2 separate regions of the Rattus norvegicus genome follow, and region 2 is linked to region 1. The links are chromatin contacts, called in public Hi-C maps. All regions are on one chromosome and are shown on one strand. Each heading gives the region's core, a stretch centred on a gene start, on an enhancer-like site or on the middle of the called end of the contact. The rest is flanking DNA. Distances are from core to core; before and after follow the strand shown. Region 1 holds the start of Cebpd (CCAAT/enhancer binding protein delta). Region 2 holds the start of Mzt2b (mitotic spindle organizing protein 2B).

What was found. A called contact is a pair of places that touch in the nucleus more often than the background predicts.
Region 2: a contact with region 1 is called in a Hi-C map of Schwann cells, with 6 times the contacts expected there. The contact joins the promoter of Mzt2b here to the promoter of Cebpd in region 1. A contact is called at or near these places in 7 of 12 Hi-C or Micro-C datasets (Schwann cells, frontal cortex, liver and 3 more) and 1 of 1 datasets of contacts at active chromatin or transcription factors (oligodendrocytes).

Annotation. Positions count from the first base shown.
Region 1 is chr11:98,266,076-98,271,652 of GRCr8, forward strand. Cebpd (CCAAT/enhancer binding protein delta) reads left to right here and starts at 2,781. Exons shown (of 1, transcript NM_013154.2): 1 at 2,781-3,919. The coding sequence starts at 2,813. The coding sequence ends at 3,619. It overlaps Spidr (scaffold protein involved in DNA repair), which reads right to left. Exons shown (of 19, transcript NM_001100988.2): 19 at 4,704-5,305. The coding sequence ends at 5,150.
Region 2 is chr11:98,527,071-98,532,650 of GRCr8, forward strand. Mzt2b (mitotic spindle organizing protein 2B) reads left to right here and starts at 1,370. Exons shown (of 3, transcript NM_001105860.1): 1 at 1,370-2,012; 2 at 2,169-2,314. The coding sequence starts at 1,840.

The DNA of each region.
Region 1 (5,577 bases), core at 1,531-4,030:
TAATCTTCTGTTGAGGAACATTTATGTACTTCCCAATTTCTAGTTATTGTGAATTGAGTAGCAATGAACATAGTTGAGCAAACAAGTGTTTTTGTGGTACAAGTGTCCTTTCAGTATAGGCCCAAGAGTGGTATAGTTGGATCTTTATGTAGATTGACTCCCATTTTTCTAAGAAACTGATTCCCATAGTAGTTGTACAAGTTTGCACTCCCATCAGCAATGGAGGAGTGTTCCCTTTATTCTACATCCTGGCCAGCATGCGCTGTCACTTATGTTATTGATCTCAGCCATTCTGACAGGTATAAGATGAAATTTCAAAGTAGTTTTGATTTACATTTCCATGATGTCTAAGAATGTTTGAATATTTCGATAAACGTTCTGCAGATATTCTGGATTTCTTCTCTTGAGAATTATGTTTAGATCCGTACACATTTTTCATTGGATTATTTAGTTTTTAGATATCTAGTTTCTTGAGTTCTTGATATATTTTGGATATTAGTCCTCTAGTAGATGGTAAGATTTTAAATCTTATATTGAATATGCATGGAGAAAGCGAACAGCCTGTCTTGTTCTCGATTTTTTTTTTTTTTTTTTTTTTTGGAATTGTGCTGAGTTTCTTTCCATTAAGTTGATGGCCTTCACTTCTTGGATGCTGGGAAGTTTTACTTCTTTTCCAGCTTGATTTCATATTTCATTTTACCTAGAACTACCCAGAAATGTTTCAGAGTATTTATACATATTTGATGGAATATACATATTCCATCTAGAGAACTGTTCTGGTACGGAGTGAAATATACAAACAGGATCTCCTGGAGATTGGTTTGTTAGACTGATCTTCCAAGTCTGACAGTGCTCCACGACTCTAAGACAACACTGCTAGTTTTCTGAATTTTTAAACACCAAGGTTTCCAGAATGCCCACATGGACTGGGCATCATTGGATTCTCCACTATGTTCCACATGTGAGGGTGCTGAGGACAACTATTCTAGCTCGAAGGCTTTTGACAGATGTGCCGAGGAGAGCTTAAAATGCACACCTGGATGCTGTGTTTCTCGCAGGAACAAAGCACGGAAGTGTTCATATTCACCTTGAGTAAGTCCCCCATGACGCTAGGAAAGCCCTTGAGATAGGAGCGGTGTGTGGAACACTCATGAAAGGATTACAAATGACTGTCATAGGAGCTAAACTTTGTTATTTTTAAAGGGTCTTTGATAGCTCTCAACTGTCACAATACATTCATACTTTGTTGTTCTGCCATGCTGCCTTTCTCTGTCTCTGGTAAATGGAAAATTAAGCACAGGTCGGCAGGTTTCTGAACACAGACTCCACAGAGCTTTCAGGTGCAGCCCAACGGTGCCCACAGGTACCCACAGGTACCCACGGTGGCCAAACCTTCTGAGTTTCTAATTGGCCCCACTGTCTTGTAAGCACAGCTTCATTTTCATAAATGTAGTGAATGGACCCAGGAATCAAAAACAGCAGGTTGTCTCACTTGAAAACGGCCTTTCAGAGGGATAAACACGTGTTCCTTAATCGTGCTTCTCTGGCATCCAGGGCTAAGAACCAAAAACTTTCTCCCAGGGTTTTCCTGTGCATGTACATGAACTCACATGTGCGATGGCTTTAACCTCAGAGGTAATTAGTTAAAATATCAACATCAATTATATCAATTATAAAATTCCAAAGCTGTGTTTACCTTTCTTTCAGAAAAGCCATTAGATATTCCACAGCCCATCATTAGGATTTTCCTCGGGAATTGAAGTCAGGACCTAGGCTGCTCTGTAAATCAGCCGATGTTGGTCAAAACACCTGGTGAATCGGAAAGAGTTGGAGGAATATGAGGGACACATCTGATTTTGGACAGATTATTTTCTTGACTTTTGCATGTTTGAGACAGGCCGTCAGGCACTTGAACTCTTGGGATTCAACTACCCATCCAGTCTCAGGTCTGAGTAGCTGGAGTTGAAATTTCTCTTCATCTTTTCAAGAAATTTGAAGAGCTGGCAACTTAATACCCCTTTATGAGTATTGATGTAAATCTCAGTTTTCTCTCAGCCAGCCACATTTACTTTAAATAGCATCTCTTTTGGGTATACTTAGCAAGGAAAAGAAACAGCAAGATGCTATGCTACCACCAGGTGGCACAGCTTTAATAACCTGAAGAGTTACCGGAGCACCCAAGACCGCTGTCAGGTGCGGAGAAACGCACCGCGCGGTTAGGGTGGCGGTCTCTCTTCCGTCGACTTTGTGGTCAGCGGAGAGCCCCGTCGATCTGTCTGTCCATCGGGCTGTGTTGCTGAACCTAACCTCGATGGCAGCTGGGCCTCAGCACCCCGAGAAATGTGGCTGGAGCGGGTTCGAATTTCCGGAGACTCACGCTGGCTGTGCTCGTTCTTGACCGGCGGGGACTGAGGCCCAGGTCCACGAACCACGGTTCACTCCTTCTGGCCCCGAGGCGGAGGCGCCAAGACAGAAGCCATGGACTCGGGCTGCCCAGCCCTGTCCCAGTTCCGCTTTTGCGATGACTGAAGGCGTCCCGCTTAGCGCGCGTCGGGGCCAAATCCAGATTTTCATTTCGCTCCAGGCTCAGACCGCTAAGTAGGTCCAAACCGCACAAACAGGAAGGAGGGAAGGCCAAGAGTGCGGGCAGAGGGCGGGTCGTTCCCAGCAGCACCCCGGTCCCTCCCTGCTCGGGTCCCCGACCCTCTGGGGCCGGGGCGGGGCGTGCGCGTCAGCTGGGGCTAGAAAAGGCGGCGGTCCGTCCCGGCGAGGTGACAGCCCAACTTGGACGCCAGGCCCAGCCGACGCCGCCATGAGCGCCGCTCTTTTCAGCCTAGACAGCCCAGCACGCGGCGCACCCTGGCCCACAGAGCCCGCGGCCTTCTACGAGCCAGGCAGGGTGGGCAAGCCAGGACGAGGGCCGGAGCCTGGGGATCTGGGGGAGCCGGGCTCCACGACCCCTGCCATGTATGACGACGAGAGCGCCATCGACTTCAGCGCCTACATTGATTCCATGGCTGCCGTGCCCACCCTAGAGTTGTGCCACGACGAGATCTTCGCCGACCTCTTCAACAGCAATCACAAAGCGGCCGGCGCGGGCAGCCTGGAGCTGCTGCAGGGCGGCCCTACGCGACCCCCGGGTGTGGGGTCAATCGCCAGGGGCCCGCTGAAGCGCGAACCCGACTGGGGCGACGGCGACGCGCCGGGCTCCCTGCTGCCGGCGCAAGTGGCAGTGTGCGCGCAGACAGTGGTGAGCTTGGCGGCCGCGGCACAGCCCACACCACCCACTTCGCCCGAGCCTCCTCGAGGCAGCCCTGGACCGAGCCTTGCGCCTGGCCCCGTCCGAGAGAAGGGCGCCGGCAAGAGGGGTCCGGACCGGGGCAGCCCTGAGTACCGGCAGCGACGCGAGCGCAACAACATCGCTGTGCGCAAGAGCCGGGACAAGGCCAAGCGCCGCAACCAGGAGATGCAGCAGAAGCTGGTGGAGCTGTCGGCCGAGAACGAGAAGCTGCATCAGCGTGTGGAGCAGCTCACCCGGGACCTGGCCAGCCTCCGGCAGTTCTTCAAAGAGCTGCCCAGCCCGCCTTTCCTGCCGCCCACCGGCACCGACTGCCGGTAACGCGCGGTGTGGGCCTTAGAGACTCCGAACGACCGATACCTCAGACCCCGACGGCGGGGAGCAGACGCCGCCCGAATTGCTACAGTTTCTTGGGCACTGGACTGCGAGAGAAGCTATATGAATCCCCCTTAAATTATTTTTTTATAATGGTAGCGTTTTCTACGTCTTATTACCATTGCAGCTAAGGTACATTGTAGAAAAGACTTTTCCGACAGACTTTTGTAGATAAGAGGAAGAGACTGCGCATGCTTTTTATATTCATTTTTACAGTATTTGTAAGAATAAAGAAGCATTTAAATTGCTGCAGCTTCCTATATTCAGTCTCTCCCGCACACAACATATTGGGACCTCACCAGGGAAAAGCAAGCACCTGGGAGCCACAGGACCAGGTGCGTTGCCCACATGGGGTAAGGAGATGGACGAGTTTCCTTTTGCTGTATACTCCGTGCGGAAGGAACATGGGAGGGCATGACTACTCCGCGTAGGTGGAAGGTGTTATCCCAGAGTATGCTATGCTGACCTGGGCCAGAGAACGGCTGGCCTAACTTTTAGGTGGTTGCTGAAGGGTGAGAGGGTGGAAGAGAGCTGAGACTCCGAAACTTGATCCCTCCTTGCTTTTACTTTCCTCAACCTAGGGACATGTAGATTTTAAAATGTGCACCAGGACAAATTAATATCATAGTATACAAAGAGGGCAGCTCCAAGTGCCAGTAATTGTAATGTTAGCAGGCTCAATCCCCACCCCTACCTCCCAAAGTTTATGCCTTTTTCCTTAAGAATACTGGGTGTTCCAAACCCTTCCCTGGTCTGCACAGCCTGTTGCAGTACAGAAGAAAACACAAAACCTCCAAGGTCCAAATATGTAGTTGCTTTGCTTTGTAATTCAAATCCCTGCCTAAAGCAGGCTTGTGGATTGCTGTGAGTCTGTGATCTTTGCCCTCTGCAGTTCTTCAGGGTCTCTGACAGGTGTGTAGTGGAGTAAGGTACAGAAATGTGTTTTATACAGCTATCGTCACACCCAGCTCACCTACAGTGGACAGGTGACAGTGCCACCTCTGGCAGTTCCTAGACCACTAAAACCACAAAGTGTTGGACATTTATTTATTGTTAACAGAACAGTAATATCTCAACATGAGATATTGGTTGAAGCTTTACAGAATAGTCTTACAGAGAATATTAAATACTGCAAAGAAAACCACATACATATTGCTAATTGTAAACAGTTTAAACTACAACAAAGCACATTTCCTAATAGATCAATAACAATGCCTAAGCAGCACAAAATGAAGACAAAGAAGACAGGAGAAACACTCAAAGAAATGTCCTCAAATTTGTAGGAAGGTAAAGTAGAAAAAAAGATCGAACAGAGGTATTTTGAATTTTAATTTACAAAATATCCTCTTTACCAGAAAAAAAAAAAAAGGAAAGAAAAGAAACGCACTAAACTTAAAACTATAAAAACACTACAGAGTTAACCCGATTCGGATTCCCCAGATCAAGTCCCTGGCCTCACTGCCAAGGGCGCAGATGTCAGGGAGGAGGAGGCGGAGCAGCAGTGGCTCCCGCTGTACTCAGAAGCTCAATCTCTTCCAGAGTGATGCAGCTGGTCTGCTGTGTAGTGACGGACTGGACAAAGCAGAGTAACGGTCCCATCTCCTTCCCAAGGATGTTCTCTACTTCATAATTCTGCAGTGATAGAAGCATTCTGGTTAACATAAACAGTCCTGGATTCCTGGACAGTCTGTTCCCAACAACAAAGCCACAGCCAGGACAAAGGCCCTTCCTTCCATAAGCTCCAGCCTTCCATCCAGTGGGAAGGCTGGGGGTGTGGATTATAAAAATCCCCTTTATTATATAGCAAATGAATGAACCACTTTATTATGACAGTTGAGTCTTGTTGTTTTTAGTGGCTGCCAGGATAAACTGGCCTAGGACAGGATTTGGAAGACAATATGCAG
Region 2 (5,580 bases), core at 120-2,619, 260 kb after region 1:
CTGTGTCACACTTGGATTTGCCTCCTGTTTGTACTCTTGAGCACTTTGAGCAATAGAAGCTGGATTCTGGAGCCATCAACCATCCGCTTGTGAGCTACCAACCCCATGAGAAACTAAAGAGGCAGGGAGGGCCTATATTTACATCACGGCCACAGCTCTGCAAAAACCTGAGGAAATGTTCTGGAATCCTGCAAACGAGCCCCTGGATGTCCCACCACGGGAATCAGGTGCCAGACTAGATGCACATACGTCCTGCGATGTCAGCTCCTGGAGCCAAACTCATTCCCCACAGCCCACTGACTCGTCACAGTCGCCAGTAGCTTCCTGTCATCATGATCCTTCCTCACTGTGACAGAGGCGCCATTTAACATGGAAAGTCGTGTCAATGGTGGTTAGTTCTGAGGTCTGGACCTTGGTGACTGGCCAAAGGTCCAAGTATGAAGACCAGCAGAACCAGGGAAGCTGTGTTCAGTATAAGAAATAAAGGAGGAAGGATGAGTACTGTCTAGATGCTGTAAATTCTCCCTTCCCAGTAATGGCTACTTTTCCTCTTAAGAATGAAGACTAATCATCCCATATATTTTTATATTGAAAATATTTTAAAAGTACTCTATAATCTGATCATGGTTTCTCTCACTCATCTCCTCCCACTTCTCCACTTCCCCACCTTCTCAGCTATATGCTCGCTCGCTCTCTCTCTCTCTCTCTCCCTCCCTCCCTCTAGCAAACAGACACATAAAAATAAATAAATCAAACCAGAATAAAACAAATCAATCAAACTGAAAACAAACAAACATTCACAAGCAGGGACACACACACACACACACACACACACACACACACACACACACACACACATATGCAAAAGACCAGTAAAGTAAAATGGACAGAGCATCAGGAGACAAAATATCTCCAAGAGTTCCCCTGCATAAATGTTAAATGCCCCTCCTGGTCCCCTTTCACTCTGTGTGTGCACTTTTGGACTGGCTCCCCAGGTCTACTCTATCCGGATGGCAGTGACACTTGATTCACGGTGACCAGTCAAACATTTGCGGTTCTCAACACACCGGCCAAGCTGACATGTTGAATTCACCTCCCGTCGTTTCGCATGCCTGCCTATCTTCAGAAATAAACGCCGCTTTCGGTCCCCAGCTCTGAAAAAAAAATAAACGCCGCTATCTGGACTCAGAACACGGAAATAGCGTCATCGAGCTGCGCGTCATCAAGCCACACCGCCTGCCCAGTGGAAAAGCGGCTCAACCACTCGGGAAAGGCGCCTGCAAAAGCAAAAGCCAACCAAGTTTTGCGGCAGAAGCGGTTGGCCACAAAGGCGCGTGCGCAGAGACGTCGTCCGCTGCTCTTTACTCCTAGTATAAGTATTTCCGGGGTGAGGGTGGGGGTGGGGGTGGGGGTGGGGGTCGGGTGAGGGTTCGGGAAGGAGTGCGTGTTGCTCTAAAAGTAAAGGCTGTCTAGGGACCGTCAACAAAGCTGGTAATAACACGCAATCGTGAATACCGGTCATGCAACAGACATTTAGTACCCAGTACATACCAGGCATTATTCTAGGGGCTGCTACCTAAGCCAGAGGTCTAAGTCTGATGGTCAGGCAGCCGTCAGCTTTCCATCACCCCACTCCATGCCTAACACAGTGCCCAGTGTACATTATACGTTCAGAATAAGTAAGCAATCGACTATGTAAAGACCTCTTGGGACTCTTGCCTCCGTGCTGGAGCTGTTGGCTTGCAGAGACCCTGCAAGGAAACGGGTGGCCAGTAGCAGGTGCTGTGGAGTCACCAGGGTGGGCTGTGCCCAACACTGATCCCTTTTCAGGCTACACGAATGGCGGGGGCAGCTGGTGGTGGTGGTGCTGGACTCGCGGTATCCACAGGATTGGAGGCAGCAACGCTGCAGAAGCTGGCGCTTCGGCGGAAGAAGGTGCTGGGGGCCGAGGAGATGGAGCTGTATGAGCTATCGCAGGCTGCAGGCGCCGCCATAGACCCCGATGTGTTCAAGTGAGAAGGCGAGGGACTTTGAGCTGATACTCTCTGCATCTGCTACTCCAAAATATCCGGGTCTCTATAAGGAGTTTCAAAACGGTGGCGCGACTCTTGGATCATGTCTGCCCTATGGCTTGCAATGTTCACTAAGCACTGCATTTGTTTCCCCAGGATTCTAGTGGACTTGCTGAATCTGAACGTGGCTCCCCTCGCCGTCTTCCAGATGCTGAAGTCCATGTGTGCTGGACAGCGGCTGGCAAGCGATCCCCAGGACTCGGTGTCCATGTCTCTGTCCACGTCCACATCAGAGACCCGAGGTTAGAGGTGGGCTGGGTACTTCTGCCAAGAGGGTGCCCAGGGTTGGGGAGGAGCAGAGAACTCCAGGATGGCTTGTCTTATAACTTCTTAGCCTGTCTATAGGCCTCCTTCCAGGAACCTTAGTTGACTCCGCGTTTGGGATTGTACTGTTAGACCAAAGACTGGTCCAAGCAGGCTAGGGTCCATCTGTCTGATTCCTTACCACTTTTTCATCATGCCACATTCTACAGGTACTGGAATAAACATGGCTTTGGTCTTCATTTGCCTGACAATCACAAACAGGGTCAGGGATGTGCTCAGAGAACAGAGCAAGCAACTCCTTACTTACCCTTCCCAGGCCCAGGTCTAGCTCCCACATCTCAGGCCAGGCCAGCACACAACCCAATTTTTGGGTTACAGGACTGTAGCCATCTGACTGCCATGGAACATGGGTCTGACAGAAAGATTAGCCCAGTGCTCAGGTGTGAAGGGTTCCCCTGCTCTTGTGGTCGTGACTGGGACCAGGTATAAGCAGATGATGGTAACCAGAGTGTGTAACAGAGGGATCTCTTATCTTCCAACCTACCCATCCTATCTGTTTGCATCTGTTCTCTTTGGCTGTTGGAACCCTCTGAAATACAGCTTGTACTCCTAGAAGAGTAGAAGGAGATCCAGTGGTGGTTCCCTGTCAGGAACAACCCAGAAGGAATACAAGTGGGGTAAAATGAGCAGCCTGGCCCACTGAAGGGAAGCTGACAGGCCTGGGGACCCACACATATGCACTGAACACCCTCTTTCTGATCAATTTGTGTCTCTCTGGCCTCAAACAGTCTCCTTCCTCTGCTAGGAGGAGAAACAAGGGTAACCTTTTTCTCAAGCCTGCAGCCTCTCCAGGTCTGACGGCCCTGATCCCAAGCACCTGTCTCCCTCCCCCGTCTGTTCACTCTGGTTCTCTTGCTGCCTGTCTTCTCTTTTCACAGGCATTTGATTGTCTGATCTCTAGGTTTGGTGTTGATGTGCATACTTCCACTGGAAATTGCCATTGTCCCACAAGGCCAGGACAGCTTTGAGCTACAATACCAGCCGTGCAGCTCAGAATCAGGACACGTTTTCTTGCTCAGTCTATCAAAGACAATAGTATTTTTAGAATATGCATTTGGGCTGGTGCTCCAGGATAAGACCAACACCCCGACACTTGCACAATTTAAAAATCCCTACTCAGGCAGAGGATGTAGGTCAGGGACAAACATGAGGTATCATGGTATGCCGTAGGGAACATGACCTCAGCCTCTTCAACACTGCCCCTTGGCTGATTGCAAGTATGGCATAGGGAACAGATGCCTCCCCCCAACCTCCTTGACAACACATTTTCAGGTCACCCACATGTACTTGTAACCTGTGTTTTCTCTCCTGCCTAATTTGTGGCCTGAGATATCATTCATGTATTGGCACATATGGTAAGATATGGGTCCAGTTATTAGGGTACGTGGGTTCCCAGGGCTTATCCAGTTGTTGTTCCTCTTCCATATGCTCCCCATGTTGCTGAGCTCTGTCCTAAGTGCCTCCTCTAGGTTGAGAAGGCTGAGGAGGATTGGGGATGGACTACAGAATGAAATAAAAAATACCTGTTGAGGACAGGAACTACAGAGTTGTTAGCTCTGGAAGGTTTAGTCCTAGAAAGTTCTGAGGGATGTTGTAAACTAGGAAGCTTAGGAATACTGGCTGCTGTGGAAGGAGTGAAGGAGAGTGGAGCACAGGTGGGGCTGAGCCTGTAGTGTAAGACCCTGACTCTTGGTCAGTGTACTTCGAGACACTCCCGAGTCAGACACTGAGATGCAGATTGATGCAAAAGCAAGAGGTTTATTTTCCAGCGTGTCAGGGTCAACCTTCAGTCAGTCCCTGAAGGTGAGTGATGAGAAGGCAACCCAGAATGGCTACTACAAGCAGTTTTTGTACTTTTTAGGGGCACAGGTTACCTCAGTAAGGTTATAGTTCAAACTTATTGGCTAAGCATATTAACCTTTAAGTCTATTATTGGCTAGCAAGCATCAGTCAGTACATTCTGAGAATTTTCTACTCAAGAATGTTCCTGTGGGAGGAGAATGGAACTTGGCCTAGCCTTGACCTGAGGTGTGTGGGTGTAAGGCTGGTGAAAGCCCCTAGGGTCCTTCATTAGCTCATAGGTTACCAGGTGAGGCATAGAGATATCTGACTTCTGTGTGTCTTAGCATCCGTACCCTCATACTTTTAAGCTACCCTATCAATGACCAAGTATGAGATGGGGAATGTAGCAGGAGTGGTCAGAGTTGTTCCAGTTGGAGGGATGTGATGGCCGGTAATGTCAGGTTTGTGACCATTGGCGTTTGCCATAGCTCCCCTGGAGGAACTAGATTGGCTGTGCTCCAGGCCATGAGTTAGATTCTCTTCAGCTCCTAGAGTCTGTATATCTTGATGCAGCAGGACTCTCTGCAGCTGGACCCTGGCTGTCCAGGTGGCCTTTAGTGAATCACTCATGTCTAGCAGAGAAAAAGGAAACAGTCCTGCAGTCACTGACCACAGTGGTCTTCTTTCATGCGGAGGAAAATGGGTTCAGTTCAGTGCTTCCCTATTTAGAATTAGGGAAACTTGACCATTTGAAAAGCTCTCCCTCCAGAAAGCACAAGGTAAAATTTTGAGTGTAGAAGCCAGACATCTTTCATAAGCTGGACTGTTCAGTAAATGAGCCATAATGGGGCAGCTATGGTCAAGGCTGGATTTTGAAGGACTACTATGAAAATGAATACAACATCTCATGAATATAAATGGACATATAATGAGATAATAATCAAGCTGTCCACTGATAGCTGTAGGAACTCATCTTAAGACTACCCCTCCCCTACAAACACCAAAAACTACAAATGCTCAAGTTCCTCATATAAAATGTCTTTCATGCATGCTACCTTCCTTCCCTCTGATTTTTTTTTACATTGACAGACATCTTCATATTTTGATGCAGATTTGAAGTTCTATTTTCTTACATTGGTACAAAATTAAATATTGATACAGATTTAAGGTTTTCATTAACATAGATCTTTATATATTGATCCAAAATTTAAAACTAATTTTGTTACTCTTAGATAGGCATTGTGCCTATGCAACTCACTTAAGATTACCAGGGTTAGACCAGATATTCTTCTTTTTTTTTTGAATTGGATATTTTTTATTTACATTTCAAATGTTATTCCATTTCCTGGTTTCCTGGCCATGAGCCCCTTATGCCATCCCCCTCCCCTTTTTCTATAAGGGT